3 separate regions of the Mus musculus genome follow, and regions 1 and 3 are each linked to region 2. Evidence: chromatin contacts called from public HiChIP or PLAC-seq and Micro-C data. All regions are on one chromosome and are shown on one strand. Each heading gives the region's core, a stretch centred on a gene start, on an enhancer-like site or on the middle of the called end of the contact. The rest is flanking DNA. Distances are from core to core; before and after follow the strand shown. Region 1 has its middle 75 kb from the start of Gm41469. Region 2 holds the start of Vgll3 (vestigial like family member 3). Region 3 has its middle 94 kb from the start of Gm52259.

What was found. Hi-C and Micro-C count contacts between places; a contact is called where the count stands out from the background. HiChIP or PLAC-seq counts read pairs in DNA pulled down with a chosen protein or histone mark.
Region 1: an H3K27ac HiChIP or PLAC-seq map of embryonic stem cells shows a contact between it and region 2, with 2.6 times the contacts expected there. The contact joins the enhancer-like site here to the promoter of Vgll3 in region 2. A contact is called at or near these places in 12 of 39 promoter capture datasets (the 3T3-L1 cell line, 3T3-L1-derived adipocytes, cranial neural crest and 4 more), 12 of 484 Hi-C or Micro-C datasets (brown adipocytes, embryonic fibroblasts, embryonic stem cells and 2 more), 5 of 115 datasets of contacts at active chromatin or transcription factors (all in embryonic stem cells) and 1 of 9 other capture datasets (adipose tissue).
Region 3: a Micro-C map of muscle stem cells shows a contact between it and region 2, with 6 times the contacts expected there. The contact joins the enhancer-like site here to the promoter of Vgll3 in region 2. A contact is called at or near these places in 19 of 39 promoter capture datasets (the 3T3-L1 cell line, 3T3-L1-derived adipocytes, the HPC-7 cell line and 11 more), 1 of 15 datasets of contacts at CTCF or cohesin (the NIH/3T3 cell line), 60 of 484 Hi-C or Micro-C datasets (the 3T3-L1 cell line, 3T3-L1-derived adipocytes, the AML12 cell line and 30 more), 12 of 115 datasets of contacts at active chromatin or transcription factors (the NIH/3T3 cell line, astrocytes, cardiomyocytes and 8 more) and 2 of 9 other capture datasets (adipose tissue and embryonic stem cells).

What each region holds. Positions count from the first base shown.
Region 1 is chr16:65,647,534-65,650,926 of GRCm38.p6, reverse strand. No RefSeq gene overlaps it. Among named protein-coding and RNA genes, the nearest start is that of Gm41469, 75 kb to the left of the region's middle. Within about 2 kb of position 1,691, at least 5 of the 459 cell types and tissues checked have an H3K27ac peak or open chromatin away from gene starts, as enhancers often do. A contact at or near this core is called in embryonic stem cells, where this site is marked.
Region 2 is chr16:65,813,104-65,816,839 of GRCm38.p6, reverse strand. Vgll3 (vestigial like family member 3) reads right to left here and starts at 1,651. Exons shown (of 4, transcript NM_001368760.1): 1 at 1,082-1,651. The coding sequence starts at 1,207.
Region 3 is chr16:66,003,009-66,006,339 of GRCm38.p6, reverse strand. No RefSeq gene overlaps it. Among named protein-coding and RNA genes, the nearest start is that of Gm52259, 94 kb to the right of the region's middle. Within about 2 kb of position 1,524, at least 7 of the 459 cell types and tissues checked have an H3K27ac peak or open chromatin away from gene starts, as enhancers often do. A contact at or near this core is called in muscle stem cells and myocytes, where this site is marked.

The sequences.
Region 1 (3,393 bases), core at 442-2,941, 170 kb after region 2:
AACCAATGTTAAGATGTTCCCAATAACAACCCATTACCTCTTTATTTATATTGTGTAAACTATAAAACACACGAGCAATCAGAACATGTCTATCGCAAATTCATGGCAACAGATTCAGGGTTAAATATTACTAAAACGTTTCCCTTTTCTCTATTTACTAATCCATACTGGAATTGTGCACATGTGCATGTATTTCAAATGGCATGTGGATTAACAAAAATACTTTTACATTAGAATCATCTTATCTTTCAACCTTAGAATTGTGGGGTCCTTATGATCCTCAATATGTAATACAAACATGTATATGGTTCTTTGATCCTCTCTCACTAACTGTTTGGTTTATATAGTCTAAATAAAGAAAGGAGGAAACAGAAATTCTGCACATTTAATGCATTAAGATAAAAATGAAATATTACCCTTAGAAGTTCTAAATTTGATGTTCCTAGTAACACTTTGAGTTATATTGTATGTTTTAGAAGACAGTTTTCTTTCATTTAAAATAATTTTGGATGATTCATCCAAAGTTTGTATTGTACAAGATAAGATAAACATTAATATACATATATGTCTGTACCTTAATATACTTACTTTTTGAATTTTTGTATTTTATTTTTAATGTAAACACAAGTACGTCATTTACATCTTTCCTTCCATTCCTCTAGTGCAGCAGTTCTGAACCTGTTTTGACTCCTTTGGGGGAATCTAATGATCTCTTCACAGGGGTAACCTAATACCATCAGAAGACACAACTATTTACACTACAGTGCCTAACACTAGAAAATCGTTATGAAGTATCAACAAAAATAATCCTTTGCTTGGGAGTCATCACAATATCAGGAACTTCATTAAATGATGACAGCATTAGGATGGTTAAGAACCACTGCTCTAATCCTTATGTCTGACTACAGCTCCATCTCAATTCCAAAGTTTCCTTTTCTTTAACTATAATTGGTACATATGTAAATGAATAATATATAAAACAACCTACTGCTTCTGTTTAGTATGGGTCTTGTATTTTTAAAAGAACTCTATACACATCTGAATGAAAGCATTTTAGAGACAAGAAAAGTGAGGTGTAAGAAAATAAAATGTCCCACTCAAGGTACCATGTCCTATAAATGGTAAGATCAGGATTTGAACCAATTTTACCCCTTGCTAATGGTAATCTACATTATGATGTGGGCTATGCCTGTAAAATAGGTTCAAATTTCACTGAATTTAAAACTCACTGAATTTCCCATCTTTAGATTCACCTGATATTTGAGCCTATAGAGACGTAAGAAAATCCAGCCCAGAACAAACTGTAAAAGGTACATAATAAATCAGGCAAGGCCTACAATGAAGGCTCTGCCACGGTATAAAACTGGAAGGTTTCTAAGCTCACAGAGTTGTTTGAGTTCCCAAGGAAAGAGCAATTGGTGGGTCACACTCAGAATTGACAGGCCTCCCTCTGGGAACAAGGAGTTTCTCAGGTTTAGAACCCCCTACAAGATGAAGTATGAGCCAGGTCTGAACTGAAAAGCAAGATACTGTGGAAGAAGTCCAGCTCTGTGAGTGGGAGTGGACCCCTAGTTACCAGTTTATGAGTAATGGAAAAGTACTGGGGCTGGAAGAGTACAGGGAGGGGGAGGAGAAGCAAGGACAGCAGGAGAGAGCAAATGCAGGGTGGAGTTCAAATGCATGGGGCAGCCTGTATAGAAGGACAAGATCCAATACAATTGTTATTGTAACTGGGTCTTTATTCTCTGCAGGCTCATGTACGATCCAGCACAAAAGGAGCACGGAGAGCACTTTCCAACCAAAAAGGACACTCTGAGCTATGTGTGTGGGCAACAACAGTATTTTCAAACTCTGTGAATCCGGCTTAGAATTCCCAACCAAAACACACAGTTGTGTGATGTTTAGAACTGCAGATAAGATTTGCCTTAACCTTCTAGCAACACCAACAAAGGACTTATCATTACTATATAATTAGGCCACTTAAAAAGATTTCACCTGTGTTTAAATGAAGTAATACTGTGCAAAACTACCACTAATAAGCAGGGCCTATTCTTTAGTACACTTGACATTAAAGAATAGTTGTCAGGGTTATCTACAACATAATTCTATGTTCAAATATCTGTGTGTATAGAACAATCAGTATGAATATTCGAAAGAAGGAAAGACTGACTACAAGGGATGTGCTCTGATATTGTTCATTATCAAACTATGGGGAAAACTATACAATTTAGCATACTCAGCTCATTGTATGAATTGGCTAAGGAAGACATTCAATTTATGTCCCTTGAATTTTCTCTTGATGATTAATCACCTAACTTGCATGTTGTGTTATAGTGTAATAATGCATCTTATACATACTATTAATGTCCACTTTTGAGTGAACATTGTATGTGACTATCCAAAACCCTATTTCTGGGAATATTTTTCTTAGCAGAAGAAATATGTTCAGTTTATTCTATGATGTTTGTTAAGAAAAACACTTATTTCATGTCTCTTATTAGAATCCCATCATAGCTGCGTTATAATGCATAATTTTCTACCTTTTGTTTACTAGAACATATCACACTGCACTTAAGTTCGAACAATGTAAATTAATGAATCTTTGATTGATCAAACCTTATGACCTGAATTGTGGGAAAGATGCATTTTACAGTGGGAAAGCAGAGGCCTGTGGATCAACTGAGCAAAGCCTGTATTCACAGAGACTGTAGCAGCAAGCGCAGAGCCTGCATGGGTCTGCACTAGGGCCTATGCATGTGATGTGGCTTTCACTTTGGTATTTTTATGGGACTCTAGAGTGTGTACATGGGTGAGTCTTTCATTCTTGTGCTTTATTTTGGGCTCTTTTCCTTCTGTTGATTTGTTTTGTCCAACTTTGATATGATGGATTATGTTTTACCTTATAGAGGACTACTTTAATTTTATCTTGTAGCTGTGAATGAGTATTTCAAATGAATGAAAAAGGAAGGGTGCTATGAGTGGTTTGAGTTTCCAGGGAGAGAGCAATTGGTGGGTCACACTAAGAATTAACACCAAGTCTCTTAGGTTTAGAGCCCCCTACAAGCTGAAGCATGAGGCAGGTCAGATCTGAGAAGCAAGATACTGTGGAAGAAGACCAGCTCTGTGAGTGGGAATAGACCCCGAGATACTGTTTTATGAGTAATGGAAACGTACTGAGACTGGAGAGTACAGGGAGAGTGAGGTGAAGCAAGGGCAGCAGGAGAGAGCAAATGCAGGGTTGAGTTCAAGAGCTGGACTTGCCTTGAGTGGAGAGTTACTGCCAAATTGGTTCCTGAGGCCTCTCAACAAAAGTAAATGCCATCAACTGACTTCCTGCTTCTTCCTCTTTAAGGATATACTTTTATTGCTTGTGTATGTGTGTGTGTGTGTGTG
Region 2 (3,736 bases), core at 402-2,901:
CCTATACTTCTAGAAAAGGGACAGGGGCAAAGGAAAAAATAGAAATTCAAAGATCAGATTGCTCCAAGGGTCAAACCCTGAAGGCCAGAATAAAACATACAGTTCCTAAGAAATGAAAAACAAGTCGAAAATCCTGTTAATCATTATTTTCTAACTATATCTAGCTGTATTTTTAAGTTTCAATGGAATTAGCCTACTCTAATCCCTGATTCAGTATAGCCCCTTGTCACAGGCACGTTTTACTGTTTTTAACATTGCTCTAACTAAATTTTGTTGCACTTGCTGTGTGGCCACAGAGTAATCTCAAGAATTCCTAGTGGCAAGTTCTTCCAGTGTCTACCCTTATCATCTAGTTTCCAGGTCCCTTTTACCAACATTTTCAGTCTCTTGGCTGGGTGGGGCCCAGGCATGCAGATACTCCTGGCTACCTTGGGCTAAGAAACACAAGTCCACTGAAGAACACCAGAAGGCTCTGTGCTTTGTTAGGAATAGAAAGTCAATGAAGAGCCTTTTGAGAATCCCTGTCTAAATCACAGCCGCAGGGAGAAAGGCAATGGATAAATTCTAGGAACACTGAATGTGTCTTACATCCGACCAGTGTTCCACCCTCAAAGTCCCAGTACTGTCCCAGTCCCAGCTCTGTGAGCTCCCTTCTCAGGTACCCTCTGCTACCTCAGTTACATACTTCTGCCACTTACTCCAGAAAACGCTGAAATACTTTACTTGCCCAAGGAAACAAAGTATTTGAGTTAAAAGTTTACTCACACAGTCCTAAGACAGATGCCTTTCGTGAGCTTCAGGGAACTGAGTCCTAAGGACCAGCGAAGCTGGGAGCAAGAGTCTCTGAGTTCAGGTGACACAGCTCAAATAAGCCCCCGGCCAGGTAAAACCTTTCCAAGGATCCCAGCCCTGCCATGCTCAGTTCTGCCCTTCCGGGAGTGTCTTTTTCTTCCTATGGTTCCCAGCAAGTCCTAAAGCATCTTTCACGCCTCGGGACCCGGCGGGGCACGGCATGAGCCTGACACCGATACCCGGTGCCCCTCGTCCCCGCCCCCGGAAGGCTGCCGGGCTGGTGACTCACCTGCTGGCCAGGTTGGGGAGCCGGATGATAGCAGGCTGTAGGGCAGGTTGCAGCTGCCACAGGGTTGGGCAGATACTGGGGCGCTCCATACGGCTGGGGGTGATACATCACCTCCGCACAACTCATGGCAGCGGGGCCAGCGGCGGCCCCGGAGTCGCCGCCGCCGCTCTAAGCGCTGGCGCAAGGGGCGCCACCGCCACCGCCGCCGCAGCTGCTGTCCGCGTCGCTGAACCAGCTGCTACTGCGGCTAAGGCGGGTCCTCGGCGGCCTCGGGCTCCGCGCCGGGAGCGAGCTCGGGAGGGGTTGGCAATCAGCGGCGGCCCATGCGCGGGCACCTTCATTTTCAGCCCCTCCGGGTGCCCCCTCTGCTCGCGCTTATATAGCGACGGGACGACGCTGCAGCCCGCCCCGCGGCAGGAGCATGACAGCGCTGGGCTCAGGCTCAGGCAACCGCATCCGAGACAGGAGCGTACTCCGCAGTACCAGCAGCAGCTGCTACCCAGTCCGGGCTAGGGCCGCTCCAGGAGAGCAGCAGTGCTTTTGCATACACACAATGCACGCCCGGGACTCGTCCTATCACTAGCGCGGGCGGCTGGGCGAGGACCGGGAGGCGGGGGCAGGGTAGCCGGAATGTGGGGAGGCGGGGTGCTTGCCTCCCCAGCTCTCAGGAGCAGTTTATCAGAAAAGTTCCATCAACTCAGGTCCACAGCGGGCGGGTCGCCCAGCAGGGGGACCCTGGGGAGGGCGGCTGCGGATTGGAGCGAAGTTTGCAGCCCTCTCCGCCTCCGGGCCCAGTGATGCTGGTGGGAGGAGATTGGTATGCGAGAGGCTCCGCGCCCTCAAAACTCCAAGGTTCCCCACCCAGTCTCAGTCACCTGGCGGCCTGGACAGAGTTGCCCAAGTTCTGGGAGTTTTTTCAGAGAGCATCAACTCCGATGGTGCTAGAACCCGATTAGAGGAAAGCCAAGTGTAAATAAAGAGAGTTATAAAACAGGCCGGGGGAAAAATATGGGCTTAGTTCCTCCATTAAAAATAGACCAAAGTGAAAGTTAACAGTGCCTTGAAGTGCCCACAGGCTAACAATAGTTGTTTCCTTGCAACATCTTCACTTAAAAGGCACATCTTGGTGGATTGGCATCCTGGCGATGTATATATATCTTTCCTGGCCTTTATAAGCTGGCTTGAATACAGCAAGAGCAAATAATTGGCTACCATTTTAATGTCTTGTTTATATGCATGTAGCTTAAAACCTTCTACAAATTGAAATAAAAAATTGTTTTTAAAAATATAGTTATACTCCAGTGAAATCATCAAATCTAACTCAATCAACCTTTACCTGTCTGACAAACAGAAAATTTTCAGTAAGGACCAAAAGGCCTAGTCTTTTTCAAAAGAAATGTCTCTTTCTTTGTCGAATGCATTAATGTTGCATAGAGTAAATCACACACACACACACACAAACCAAAGATCATACTTTGAAGCCATTATGCCCTCCCACCAGGACCACCTCTGTTTTGGGGAACAGTTCATGTGTGTGGGCATGTCAATATCTCCCCTAACACTCACACCAAGATTGTGTTTGGTATTTTGTTATGCCATAATGGAATTTCTTCACTCATTCATTATTTTTATCAATCAAGTCTTAAAATATGACTATTAAGAGTTTATGTAGGCCCACCAAAAAAAAAAAAAAAAAAAAAAGAAAGAGAGAGAGAGAGAGAGAGTTTATGTAGTTCAGATTTTAAACTGTACTCTTTCTGGTAGAACTTACTTTATGTGATTATAACTCCTTTGTCCCAAGTTGATATAGCCTGGTTAGACCCTTTTCCAGTGATCTATGCTCATGGTTACAGCTTCTCTCCAGGCAGTTCTGCGAGGTACAGTCATAACAACAGCCACCACCCACATTCCAATCTGAACTTTGTCTAATGGTGTCTGTCACAGATAATAAAACTCCACCTCCCAGCTGAACTGGGAATAGCTGGGAAGTTCGCAACCTTCCCTCTCCTCACAGTGCCTGCATCTGGTCTTAACCTTCAGTAAGTATATCCTAAACTCTACACTTCTGCTTACATCTCTTACTGTAAGCCCTAGTTTGTCCAGCTATCTCATTCAGATTCTTGAATGACGCTTATTACTACTTCCCCAGCCCCATAACCAAACATCTTCTAATCCATTCTTCAGGACACCTATTCCAATAATGATCTAGCCTCAGTAAGCCAAACAGAGCCTTGATGCTTTGACTTTTTTTTTTTTCTTATGAAGGACAACTCACTAATCTAAAAGTTACTGGCTTGCAGTAACTTTTAAGCCCTATTTGTACAGAAATCTAACAGAAGACCTCTTCTTTGTAATGTATTTATTTTTTTCACGGGTTTGCATGAGTGAAGATATCTGAATGTGTGAGGTCATCTGTAATGTACACAGACATATACATTATACACAGTTGTTTATTTGTTTATTACCTCTCTGTAGGATGAACTGGGAAGTAGTTGAATCAAGCACTCAGAGTTTTAGGCTTCTTCCTCTCTCAGTTCTGTCCCCAATCTCCTAGGAGACCTCCTTCTGGAAGGCTGTGAAACAAACTGTTTTAAACTGATGACTTTTTCTTTTAGACCAAGTTGGCCTCGAATTCAGAAATCTGCCTGCCTCTGC
Region 3 (3,331 bases), core at 275-2,774, 190 kb before region 2:
TGACAAAAACTGGGCTTAAATAATTCATTACTGTTTTAGAATAAGTTCCATAAATGGAAACATGTGTCTACATTGGTTCTTTTAAAAACTGATTATCTGACAATGATTACTATAATATGTTATAAATCATGTTAATATTATACCAGTCAGGAAACAAAATGCCCTTCAGTATCTGTTGTACCTAAATCCGTCATACTCCCTAAGAGAACGAGTACTGCATAAATACATTCGGTGTCCAGCTCCACAGGTTCAACCTTCAATTACCTATTTCTGGACAGCATTCTTACCTTTATGTCAGGGCTCACTTTCATACTACTCAACTATCTTTCTTTCTCTCTCTTTCTTCTTTCTTTCCTTCTTTCTTTCTTTCTTTCTTTCTTTCTTTCTTTCTTTCTTCCTTTCTTTTTGGTTTTTCGAGACAGGGTTTCTCTGTATAGCCCTGGCTGTCCTGGAACTCACTTAGTAGACCAGGCTGTCCTCGAACTCAGAAATCTGCCTGCCTCTGTCTCCCAAGTGCTGGGATTAAAGGTGTGCGCCACCACCCCCCGGCTTAACTCTATTTTTTTTTTTATACATTTGAAAACTATATTCAATAACAAACATGTAAAAAGCAACTCAAGCTTTTTTCTTAAGATGTATTCCAATCTGCTTTCTCAATTTTCATGGCAAACATGGAGTACTTGCATTGTGCAATATTTGCTAGCTTAATTGATCACTTTAAAGAAGCCTACTGAAGTTGATTTTGCGTTCCAGAGTAAAGTTATTCAAATGCTCAAATTTTTAGTATGAATTAGAAAGCAAAACTTCCAAGGAACATGGAGGTTTAAGATTATGTCTGAGAAGTAAATGTAATTAAATTGATGAAGCAGTTGGAATAGTGATGTTCATGCTCTATCATTACCCCAATAGCCCACCTCAAGCCACGTCACGTTAAGAGATGATATATAATGCTCAGGGCATTGATAAACAGATTTGTCTCTATGAGTTAAATCGTTATCCTGCAGCCTCGAGACTTGCAGAGTCCCTTAGAAATTTTCCCAGTTTAATTTATAAAGCAAAAAAATACTTTTTTTTTTTAAACTCCTCACTCCATCAGCTTCAGGAACTGGCTGACCAGCAGCTTCTCATCCCTCTTTGAGATACTCTGTGGAATTTGAACATTGGGTCCACCCACGACTTCAAGACTTTGATCTCTGTGGTGCCTGAGATCATTCTTTCTTGGGTCTGGTCTTCCTCTCCATCAGTCCTATTTCATAGTCTGTATTTTAATTTCTCTACTGCATTCCAGCAGCCGCGTACCCACACTGAAGAAATCCCCTCCAGCCACAGGGCCGCCTTTCTCGGGCCTCTCATAATTGACCGTTCTCACTCAAGCCCTTTGTGCCCCCTTCACATCCCGCTCTTTATCCCCTCTTTGCTCAGCCAAGAATTTTCAGATTCCTGGGGCGACTTTGTGGCACTATGACCAATGCTGGTCCCAGCTCTGGTCTTCCTGTCCTCTTCACCCCTTGACTTAGTGGCTGGCAAATTTCCAAGGGCAGTGAAATCCAGCCCTTCACCCTCCCATCCCATAGCAGCTGTCTAGAAAAATTCCTCTGCTCCGTGAACGGATATCAATTCCAATCTCTGTTTCCTAATCTCTAATGGGCACTTAACACTCGTGAAGATAACCAGTTCAGTTTGTAAGCTCCAGAGACCGTACACACCTCTTTTCCGTCTCAGGATACTCCTCCTCAGCCTACACTGTCCCCCTTTCCGTGTTATATAAAGGCCAATGAGGAGAGTTGAGCATGCCCTCAAAACCCACTTCACCAAGCATCTGCTTCTGAACTGGAGGCAATGTTATCTTCCTGTCCGTTACACAGAGCTGCTTTTTATTGTCTAAAAGAAGCTCTATGATCAGAAGAAACTTTTATCTATTGATTCCTACACACTTAGCTTCTCTCTCCCTATACCAAGGTTTTTCTCAGGTCTCAATATTGCCAACAACACCATAAAATGCAAACAAGAAGACTAGTCCTCTGACTTTCCCTTCTTTTGTTAATCTACCTTAGTTGGATTTTAACCCCTTCCCTTCCGCTTTACTAAAATTCTACTTAGAAATGTCTCTCCGTGATCAGAATGGTCTAGTATTGAAGCTTCAGTATGCTTGCATAGTTTTCCTTCCTTTCACAGCTTTCTCACTGAGGCTCTGTAACTCCACCCACTTCTGATTATCTTCTAACCGAAGGTCATTTCTTCTCAAGCACCATTAGCCCCTGCTCTCAACACTAAAAAACAGCTTATGCTCCAGGGAGGAGGGATGCCTGGTGGAGGTGGGTGGCGGTTCTCTCAGAGGCAAAGAGGAGAGGGAGGAGATGAAGAGTTCTGGGAGGGGGACCAGGGAGGGGGCAATATTTAGGATGTAAATAAATAAAATAATTAATTAAAAAATACAAAAACGGAGAGATGAAGGCAGACTTTGCTTGCCCCTGCCTGTAAATCCTAGCCATTTGGCATGCTGATTCAAGAGAATCAAAATGTTAAGGACTAGCTGGGTGTGGTGGCACATGCCTTTAATCCCAGCACTCAAGAGGCAGAGGCAGGCAGATTTGTGAGTTTGAGGCCAGCCTGGTCTACAAAGTGAGTTCCAGGACAGCCAGGGCTATACACAGAAAACCCTGTCTCGAAAAAACAAAAACAAAACAAAAATGTTAAGGACTGTCTGGGATACACAATGTGTTCAAGGCCAGTCTAGGAACGCTGTGAGGCTCTGACTCGAAATAAAAATTACAGAACAAACAAAGAGTGTGGAAACTACTCAGAGGTGAGGTGCTAGCACAGCATTGTGTGCCTGGATCCAGACACCAGCGCTGAAATGAAGGAGAAGGAGGAGGTAGTCTAGGAGTAGAGGCTTACTGAATTGAAGCTTTCTCAGGACTATGTGCACCATCGCCACATTAGGGGAGGTGGGTAGAGCAAAACAGTTCACACTGTGGCAAGCCAGCCAGGAAGCAGATGTCAGGGAGGTGCTAGAGCCTCACTGCCCTTCCCATGTTTCCCTCTTTCCTCTGACTAAGCCATTAGCGCACCTCAGTTAGTCTTCAACATTGAAACTGGCAGACATGCTTTGCCGGTCCCACAGGCGACCCTAAACACAGTCAAGCGATAGTAAAGGTCTGCTACCACAGACAACTCAGTGCTCACTACTATCAGATAAAACATACAAATTATTATAGTGTTTATCTCTTTCATGGTGTGTGTGTGTGTGTGTGTGTGTGTGTGTGCGTGTGTGTGTGTGTTTATTTACACATTAACACCACACATATGAATCTAACCGGACAATTTTTTC